3 separate regions of the Mus musculus genome follow, and regions 1 and 3 are each linked to region 2. Evidence: chromatin contacts called from public Hi-C and HiChIP or PLAC-seq data. All regions are on one chromosome and are shown on one strand. The core of a region is the stretch at or near the end of the contact, and the rest is flanking DNA. Distances in the headings are between cores, read along the strand shown.

What was found. Hi-C and Micro-C count contacts between places; a contact is called where the count stands out from the background. HiChIP or PLAC-seq counts read pairs in DNA pulled down with a chosen protein or histone mark.
Region 1: a contact with region 2 is called in a FOXA1 HiChIP or PLAC-seq map of pancreatic cancer cells. The contact joins two enhancer-like sites. A contact is called at or near these places in 3 of 115 datasets of contacts at active chromatin or transcription factors (embryonic stem cells, extraembryonic endoderm stem cells and pancreatic cancer cells) and 1 of 9 other capture datasets (embryonic stem cells).
Region 3: a Hi-C map of cerebral cortex shows a contact between it and region 2, with 2.5 times the contacts expected there. The contact joins two enhancer-like sites. A contact is called at or near these places in 2 of 15 datasets of contacts at CTCF or cohesin (large pre-B cells and stem cell-derived epiblast-like cells), 3 of 484 Hi-C or Micro-C datasets (bone marrow-derived macrophages, cerebral cortex and embryonic stem cells), 7 of 115 datasets of contacts at active chromatin or transcription factors (the NIH/3T3 cell line, astrocytes, embryonic forebrain and 3 more) and 1 of 9 other capture datasets (adipose tissue).

Annotation. Positions count from the first base shown.
Region 1 is chr11:8,820,286-8,823,071 of GRCm38.p6, forward strand. No RefSeq gene overlaps it. Among named protein-coding and RNA genes, the nearest start is that of Gm36772, 22 kb to the left of the region's middle. Within about 2 kb of position 1,341, at least 44 of the 459 cell types and tissues checked have an H3K27ac peak or open chromatin away from gene starts, as enhancers often do. A contact at or near this core is called in pancreatic cancer cells, where this site is marked.
Region 2 is chr11:8,467,332-8,470,245 of GRCm38.p6, forward strand. All of the region lies in intron 20 of Tns3 (tensin 3), which reads right to left. Among named protein-coding and RNA genes, the nearest start is that of Tns3, 200 kb to the right of the region's middle. Within about 2 kb of position 1,375, at least 263 of the 459 cell types and tissues checked have an H3K27ac peak or open chromatin away from gene starts, as enhancers often do. A contact at or near this core is called in cerebral cortex, embryonic forebrain, oligodendrocyte precursor cells and 2 more, where this site is marked.
Region 3 is chr11:8,862,741-8,865,473 of GRCm38.p6, forward strand. It overlaps Pkd1l1 (polycystic kidney disease protein 1-like 1), which reads right to left. Exons shown (of 52, transcript XM_017314870.1): 40 at 1,063-1,181. Among named protein-coding and RNA genes, the nearest start is that of Gm40814, 57 kb to the right of the region's middle. Within about 2 kb of position 1,396, at least 47 of the 459 cell types and tissues checked have an H3K27ac peak or open chromatin away from gene starts, as enhancers often do. A contact at or near this core is called in cerebral cortex, embryonic forebrain, oligodendrocyte precursor cells and 1 more, where this site is marked.

The DNA.
Region 1 (2,786 bases), core at 91-2,590, 350 kb after region 2:
AGACAATTCAGCAGTCAATTTCAGACCCCAGGGGCCAAGTGTAGTCTGCCTCCTTCACAGGTTCTTCAGCAGGCTGGTCCTCAGCTAAGTGAGTAGCCGGGAGCTCTGATGATGTAGGACCAAACCTGGAGGTCTCGCCACCACATATGTCCTTTGCTCTGCTCCACAGCCATGTGGGGTCACTGGCCTGTGCCACTAAGCTTGGTGTGATCATTACATTTTAATAAACTGCTTCCAGATAAAAATGGACGATAACAGACGTCACATTTACCTGCCTACCCAAACTGGAAAACAAACAAACAAAAACCAAACCAAACCAAACCAAAACCCACAGAAGACTAAAGAATAGGACAGTTGGGATGGCAGGTCCAGACCATGTTTGTTCTGATTTTTGCTGACTGTAGTAAGCAGCATTTAAAAGTCTGTTTATTTTTCACTCATTGTTAAGTTAGCATACTAATGGATGGGTTTCATTGTGTCCTGCTCACACATATGCATGGTTGTACTTTGTTCCTGTTGCCTCTCCTGCTATCTTCTCCCATCTCCCCTGTCCCACTCTCCTCTAGCTTCCTTCTCCATAGTCTCTGTTTTTTGAGACAGGGTTTCTCTGTAGCCCTGGCTGTCCTGGAACTCACTCTGAAGACCAGGCTGGTCTTGAACTCAGAAATCCACCTGCTTCTGCCTCCCAAGTGTTGGTATTAAAGGCATGTGCCAACACCGCCTGGCTCTCTTTTCCACTTTTAAGTTCCACTGTTCTTCATCTGTTGGTCTCCTCTCTCCATCTTCTCTCTGGTGTTTTAGGTTTTCCTCACACTTATCTGTTGATATGCACATACACATACACAATAGGCTAGGATCGTCACATCGTGTACTTTGTATTTCAAGTTTGGGTCATCTTGTTTAATACTGTACTTTCTAGATCCATCCATTTGAAGATTCCCTAAGTGTTGCTCACTCTGCTGAAGAAATGCTACCTTCCCATGCTCTACAGCACTAAAAGGGAGATGGTGGCTCTACAAGTTGATTCACTTTAGGCTTACGGCTGTCAAAATCCAGTGATATCTCAGCTAAAGGGATTGGCATTTGGCCACTGAGACTGAGGTCCCGCTCTTAATAATCTGAATATAGCTTCCCACAAGCTGCACCTCTGAGCGTTCCATGTTCTATCTGTGTCATAGGCTGTGTCACAACCCGGGGCTGTGGCAGGCTGAACTCAGCTGTCTCCATCCTTCAGGATAGCTCTCTTTTCCAAACTAGGATCTCTCTCAGGCTTAAGCTTCTCGGATGCCCCCCTGAGTCATAGAAAGACAGAGCCATGCTTCTCATTGCTGCTGACTCATTAGCCTGAGGAATCATTGTCTCACGGAAGCCTGCAGCTGCATCTGGGGCTTGTGAAGGCTCTGGCTTATTCTTATCTTTTGGGTGGGGCTGGTGCTTCCCCACCTCTGCCCAGTAGCCACACCATTGGAGCTATGTCTGGTTTGTTCAACTAGTGCTTGTCACTAGTTGGTGTCTGTTGTCACCTCTGTGGATTCCAAAGCTATTAGTCTTTTTCTTTTTGGAATGGCCAATTCTTAGAATTGACTCTTCCCTTTAACCAGGTCACAGGGAAGAAACGTATGCTCCACTAGCTTACATGGAAGGCCTCTGGTTTTTGTTTTCCAAATACTTTTGTTTTGAATTTTTATTTCCCTTCTTATATTTACCTGACTTGTTTAACTTTTCATTTTTAGGCAATGTTTTCCCTGCCTTCTCCTCAACCTCTCCTTTCCCTTCTTCCTTTAAAATCTCTTGGTCTTTCCTCTTCCTCTTCATGGTCTTCCTTTTCTATTTGGATTTTCTTTTGCATAACTTTAATTTTTCTTTCCCTTTCCCTTCATTTCACTCATATCTCTACCTTCATCCTTCATAGTTTTTAGTTTATCATCTCTCCATTGCCTTGTCCAGTTCATGTTCTTGGTCAACAGTGGGATGTGATGTAGTCTCACTCTGCCCTCCCGCCCTCAGGCTTTCATCTTCATTCCTACTTGAGTAGGAGGGTATTTGTGTATCTTGTTTGACTTGCTGGTGTTGCTTATGGTGTTGTTCCTTTCTCCTCTTGAATGGCACTGCTGAGAATTGGGCCTATTAAAGGGCAGCTCCATAAGACCCCAGGCAGAACTGGCAGATGGAGTGAAACCAACAGATGAGCTAATTACAACACAGAAACATATAACCGCACAAAAGCAAGGCAAGACGAGACCTTCAGCACACCGAAATTCCTCAGCTACTGAGCTCAGTAGTGCAGTGATAGAGCGTTAAATGATCAATTAAATACTAAAATATGATTGATGCCATTGATGAGATATAAACAGGCAGATGAATGGAGTAAGGAAATCAATTTAGGACAGAAAAGGAAGTCAGAAATGCAGGGGAGAAAGTTAGAAGGATGTGTAAGAGAGTCAGTAAGGAAATGGAATCCAAATAGAAATACATTTCCATGAATTAAAGACAAACAAACAGGACCAAAATGGCTTCTACAACAGACCAGTCCAGCTAAAGGAAGTGAGGAAGGAGGCAAGAAGGGAATGTGACATCGAACATCAGTGAAGAAAAGAGTTGAACTATAATATCTATGAATTGTGGAGTGCAATTAAGACACACTTAGGAATTCACAGAATTTGAGGAAGTGGAAACAAAAACAAAAAGCAAAGAAAACGTGTTTAGGGAGCCTATAGTAGAAGTCTCTGAAACCAAGGGAAGGAGTTGGACAGCTAAGTAGAAGAAGCATTAAGAACCTCAAATGG
Region 2 (2,914 bases), core at 125-2,624:
ATCCGAGGCGGCCAACTTTGAATCTACTGACAGACATATGGGATTCATGGAAAATGATGGTTTTATATGGATTCCATTAGAAGAACAGGAAGCTTTTGAAAAAGCATTTGACTTAAAATATCTCTGGCTCTTAGAAGGGACAACACATAAAACTTACAACCAGGAAGTTTTACAACACATAAAACTTACAAGCATGGGGCAGACCCTAACCTGCCGGGGCTTGTCATGGGGCTTATGCAAGGGCTTTCTCTCGAGAGTACGATCTGCCCCGTGATGTGAGCTGTAGCGCACAGCCTTGTATCTGTAAGGATCAACAGATGCTGCAAGAGACCACATTCTTCCTCCCTAGCCACTCACAGCCCTAAGATTCTCCTACCCGACATGTGGGGGAGGCAACCCCAGTCCTATCCCAGGAGGGAAGGACAGCTAAGGTACCAGTCACCCCGGCTGCAGAAGCTCTGCCGGAATCTGAGCACATCAGTCCAGTCAATGCCTGTTTTGTTTCAGTGTTCATGGATTTGCTTAGAAATGCTACCTTTGCAGGCTCCAAGCATAGAAGAGATGAGGGAGCCTCATTAAAAATCCCAGCATCTGCTCCACAGGCTGCCTGCCTCTTTAGTGGAAACAACTGCCCTCTGGGGAAGCTGCTCGGGGAACACTCTCCTGAGGGCTATGGGTTGGGCTGTGACAGAGAGAAAGGGGCAGGCCCACGATCATCAGTTTGGGCAGAAGAGTGCACAGAAAGCGGCACACATTCAAACCAGGCTTTTGTTCATCCCTAAGGAGCTCCACAAAGTTAGAAAGCGTGCCTCCCCTGAAAGACGGTCCCTAAGAGACTTGAGAAACGCCACTAAGTGATAAGGGAACTCAGAACAGAAAACTGTCTGGCTATCTTTCCATGCCCCAGTTCACCTAGGTGTCCTGGCCATTGGCACTGGGTCTGTCTGTCTCCTCCTCCCTACTCCCACCACTACCCTCCCCCACATCCCAGATCAGGTTTCAGCAACTGGATGTGCCCAAAGGAACCAGAGCTCAGAGACACCAGGGACACAGAAATAGCTCCTGGAGAAGCCACGAGGCCAGCTGTTGGCTTACCTGGGCACCTGGGGTCCGGTCAGTCCATGGAAGGGCCTAGAATCTGTGAGCCTTGTTAAAGGCACTCTGCAGGGTCTGTCCCCAGCAGCCCCGGGTGCTGAGTCCGGCCCAATGGCGTCCCCCACCCACCCTGGGAGGGCTCAGTGTTCTGCCAGTCCCCGGGGGAGTCAGGGCGAGAGGCGGGGCTGCCACCTCCAAAGAGGCCCATTCAGAGGGCAGCGGGAGAGTAGGTCGCAGGAAAGAATCCCGGGATTGTTGGGCGGCCGCGGGCTGCTGCGGGCCGCCTGCCCAGTCAGTGCCTCCAGACTTGGCCCCGCCTGCTCTCTGCTGCAGTTCGCTTCCTTTCCATTCTGCTTCCCTTCTTCCTCCTCCCCCTTCAAGTTCGGAAAAACTTCCCGGCCAAAACCCACCACAACTTAAAACCACGCCGCCGAGACCAGGGACACCCAGCGGAGACAAGGGGCAGGACAAACAGCCACGCCCCACACCTGCCCTTCGCGGCAACCTGAGGACGCAGGAGGAAAAAGCCAGTGGGGTTTGACTCTGTGACGCTGAGCCACAGATTCCTTTCCTGGTAGAAGGGGATCGCCTCGCCCCAACAAAGCCTTCACCACAGCCCTACACAAGGCAGCCAGGAGACTTCAGCTGCGGAAACCCACTCCTCAGTATCTGCTCAACTGCAGATTTTCCTCCTGGCTGCAGTGGGAACCAACAGAAACTGATCAGGAACCAGCCTGTTTCATTGGGCTTTCTACTAACAGGTTCTGGGAAGCATCTACATCTAGATCCCCTTCTTCCTCCTATTTCCTTCATGTGTTTCCCCCATATGGAAGGGCCCCCCAAAACATCAATTGAACCTCTCGACAGCCTTCAAAATTGCTTACAAACACCAGTACCTATTTTAGTCTGAGACATTTTCTTGTGCATCAAGTAGCATACAGAGTCTATTACCTGAGCACTAAAACACAGCCTGTCCAGCAGCACTCCACGTTTTACCATGAACTGAAGGCAACAGAGTCTCACTCACTCTGCAAATGTGAGCTTCTAGAAACTTCTAGAACATTCTCCCTGAACGTCTCAAAGAGAAGTTTCTCATGTTCCCCAAGGGTTGCTTCCTGGCCAGCATGTGCCAGTGTTGATTTTACTTCATTATCGCAGGCCTCTGCACAGAGGTAAGTTTCCGGCACAGCTTGCTGACCATCTTGCTGAATCTAAGCCTGCCCAACCCCGCAGGTCCCAAGAGCAACTTGATAAGGAGAGGCCCTCATTCCAGGCCCATTCAGGCCACGTGTCTAGGGCCCAGCCAGGAAGACCCCTGAGAAGACACTTCCTCCCAGTTGTTTATATGCCTGAAAACAGCTATCCCTGCTATCGGAAATGCCTGGCCCCAACCCAACAGGATCAGCGGCGGGCTCAGTGAGGTGGGTGTACCAGCCTTTCCAGTCCACGACTTCCATCAGAAAAAGGTCTAACTCCTCTGTGGGTCCCGTCTACCCACAGGCCAGAGGACTGGGGGTTGTGACCGTGTCAAAGCCATGACCCAAGCAGCTCTGAGCAGGCCTCCTCACAGACTTGCTCATCACCCCCGCCCCTCCTCCCGCTCATCTGCGGCAGTGTTAGGGATTGAGATGGCTTGGAGGGTTCCTTCCTTTAGGAAGAAAGTCATTCTCTGAAACCCCACTGTTTCCCCTAGGGATCAGGGTCAGAACCTGGACAAGAGACAGCCACTGTGAACCAGCAGGATGCCCATGGGAGGACAGCAAAACCACAGCAGAGCACAAATAGGTGTTAGGACCACCGCCCCAGGAATGGGCTGAGC
Region 3 (2,733 bases), core at 146-2,645, 400 kb after region 2:
ACAGTCCCCTCATGTCCTGGTCTTGAGCAGGGCAAGTGGGTACTGCAGGGCACTGGCTACACAGTGCTTAGTGTACCCATGTGACTTCAAGGTGTGTGTGTGTGTGTGTGTGTGTGTGTGTGTGACTTAGGTCTGCCATTCATGTTTTTGGTGGGTTTGGTTCCTTGTTTTTATGGGCAGCCTGAACAAATGTAAAAGTCTTTGTCAGTGTTTTATCTTTTCAGAATTCCTTTTTCACTCACTTTACATTTGACATTGGAATAATGCCATGGTTCTCTTCTTTGGAGAAGAACCTGTCTCAGGACCTGTTCTTTACATAAGAGAGCTGAGTACGTGTGGGGGATGAGGAAGGGTTTTTAAGAGAGACAATAAACTGGAGGGGACACTGCATACTTTAATGACATCACTGTGGGAAAAACATCTGGAGCTTCTAGATTCTTGATGGATTCAGGAAGCCTAGAACCTGGAACTCGGAACTGGGAGACATGCATGGACTGGTCCTTGCAGAGGGTTCCTCCAGGAACTGCTTCCAGTATCTACCACAGATGGGCAGGGGAATGGGTACCACTGACAAAGAAGCCTGACTGAAGTCAAGTTTGGAGATGGTTGTCTCAGTATCATAGTTACTAACTTTGATGCTTTATCTAAATATTTGAAGTGGACTTTGAGTTGATCTCCAGAACATGTCTGTGTAAACTGTACTGTTGACTTATTTTAGAATACTGGTCCCTGGGCTCATTCAATGCCTATGGAGAGGTACACCAGTTGCTCTTGGACTTTCATAGCCCTGTGTAGCCAGCTGGAGGAGCACAATTCGGGGTCTGGTGTTGGGCACAGTGTGATGTATGTGAGTCTGTGTGGCTGATGGAGTTGAGGTCAGAGCTCTGGGCCATGGATATAACCAGAACACTTTCCTTCCTTAAATGCAGTGTCTCTGTCCCTCACCCTCTGGCACGGGCTGAGACATGGGAAAGGATTTTCCCAAGTGCAGGATCTCTTATCATTCCCTCTAAAAAGAAGACAGGGCCAGAGGAAGACCATTGTATTCTGGCCTTCACCTACCTCAGGGCTGCCTGCATGATGCTCTCTCTCCTCAGTCTCTCCCCGGTCACTCTGAGCTTAGCCTTGGATGGTGTCTGAGCCCAGCGCAGGTGGCGTTCTCGTTGTCGGGTAGCCAAGACCTGTGACAGAAGGGGGGCACCATCATACTGGGGTCAGCATTGGAGAAAGAGAGGCTTTTGGTGTCCCTGCCAATCCAAGAGCTGTCATCATTGCTCTCTGCATTGCATTCAGGGGGACAAAGAGGGACTTTGTGTAGTTAACACACACTGTGTTGTTGGGGAGGCGATGCGAGATGAAGTAGACCCATTTGAAAACTCTGCTCATGTCCCAGGCCAGCTCTTTTGGCAAGGACTTCATCTGGGCCTTTAGAAAGCACAGCTACACAGGAGAGACACGTTCACTGCTGCCCAGTCACAGGGGCAATTGCCTTTGGTATTTGCATACTGCTTTCTGTTAGAGACCTTCAAAGACTGGAAAACTGAGTTTAAAGCAGCTTGTTTTAGCATGAATGATCTTTGTTTTGTTTGCCTTGTGTAATAAAAGCACCATTGCTTCCATGTTGTAGCGACGTGTGTTCATGGGCAGGACTAACTGTAGCTAAGAGGCAAACCCATGGGAAATAGTCACCCATTCATTTCTCACTCATCTGCTTAGCCATTCTAGGCACGTTCAGAGAGCAGCCCCTGGGCCCCTCAGTCCTTCCTCACAAAGCTGCTGGGCTTCTAAGAAATACAGAGCAAAAGCTGTGAAGTGAAGCTTGGTGGTCGTGGTTCAGATATGTCCTATGTGCTGAGGACTGCAAGTATGGCCGAGTGCCTGGGAGACTCAGCAGGTAGAGCATCAGGACTTTAAGGTGATGGCAGACACAGGGTTGGAGAGTTGATCCTGATGAGGATGGAGCTCCTCAAAGGCTTCTTGGTTCTGAGGCTAGGACTACCCTGTGGCCTCAGGGTTGGACCCAGTTGTCTGGGCTACCAGAGCAAGAAAGAGCCTTGGAGGAAGGCAGCCTGCCGGTGTGTAGAGAATTGGTGGTGAAGGATGGAGTCAAGAAGGCAGGAAACAGTGGGCCTATGGTTGGGATGTGGAGACTGCTAGGTCCGTGTGGAAGTAAGGGAAGAGAGAGGGTGTACATTTCCTATGAAAAGCAAATGATTTAGAAGTTCTGAAACTGTGGTCAGAAATTAGAATTTTCATTAGCCTCTAGAGTTTCTTTTTCTTTTTTTATAATTTTAAAAAATTGTAAAATAAAATAAATACTCCTATTTATTTATATATTTATTTAATGTGTATTGGTATTTTGCCTATGTGCATATTCGTGTGAGGGTATCAGATTCTCCTGGTACTGAAGTTACAGATGGCTGTGAGCTGCCATGTAGGTTTTGGGAATTACACCACAGACCTCTGGAAGAGCCATCAGTTCCCTTAACTGCTGAGCCATCTCTCCAGGTATTACCTCTACATTTTCAAGTGTATTCATTTCCTTGTGGTTCTGATTTCACTGGGATTGGGGTAAATGTAAGGAAAGAAGCTTAAGAAATTCACACACACACACACACACACACACACACACACACACACACAGAGTGGGGCTCCAAAAGCACAGCCAAATTTGAACTAAGGTCTGAATCCCCATCTTCATGGTGGAAGCAGCAGATCCAAACGCTCCCCGTT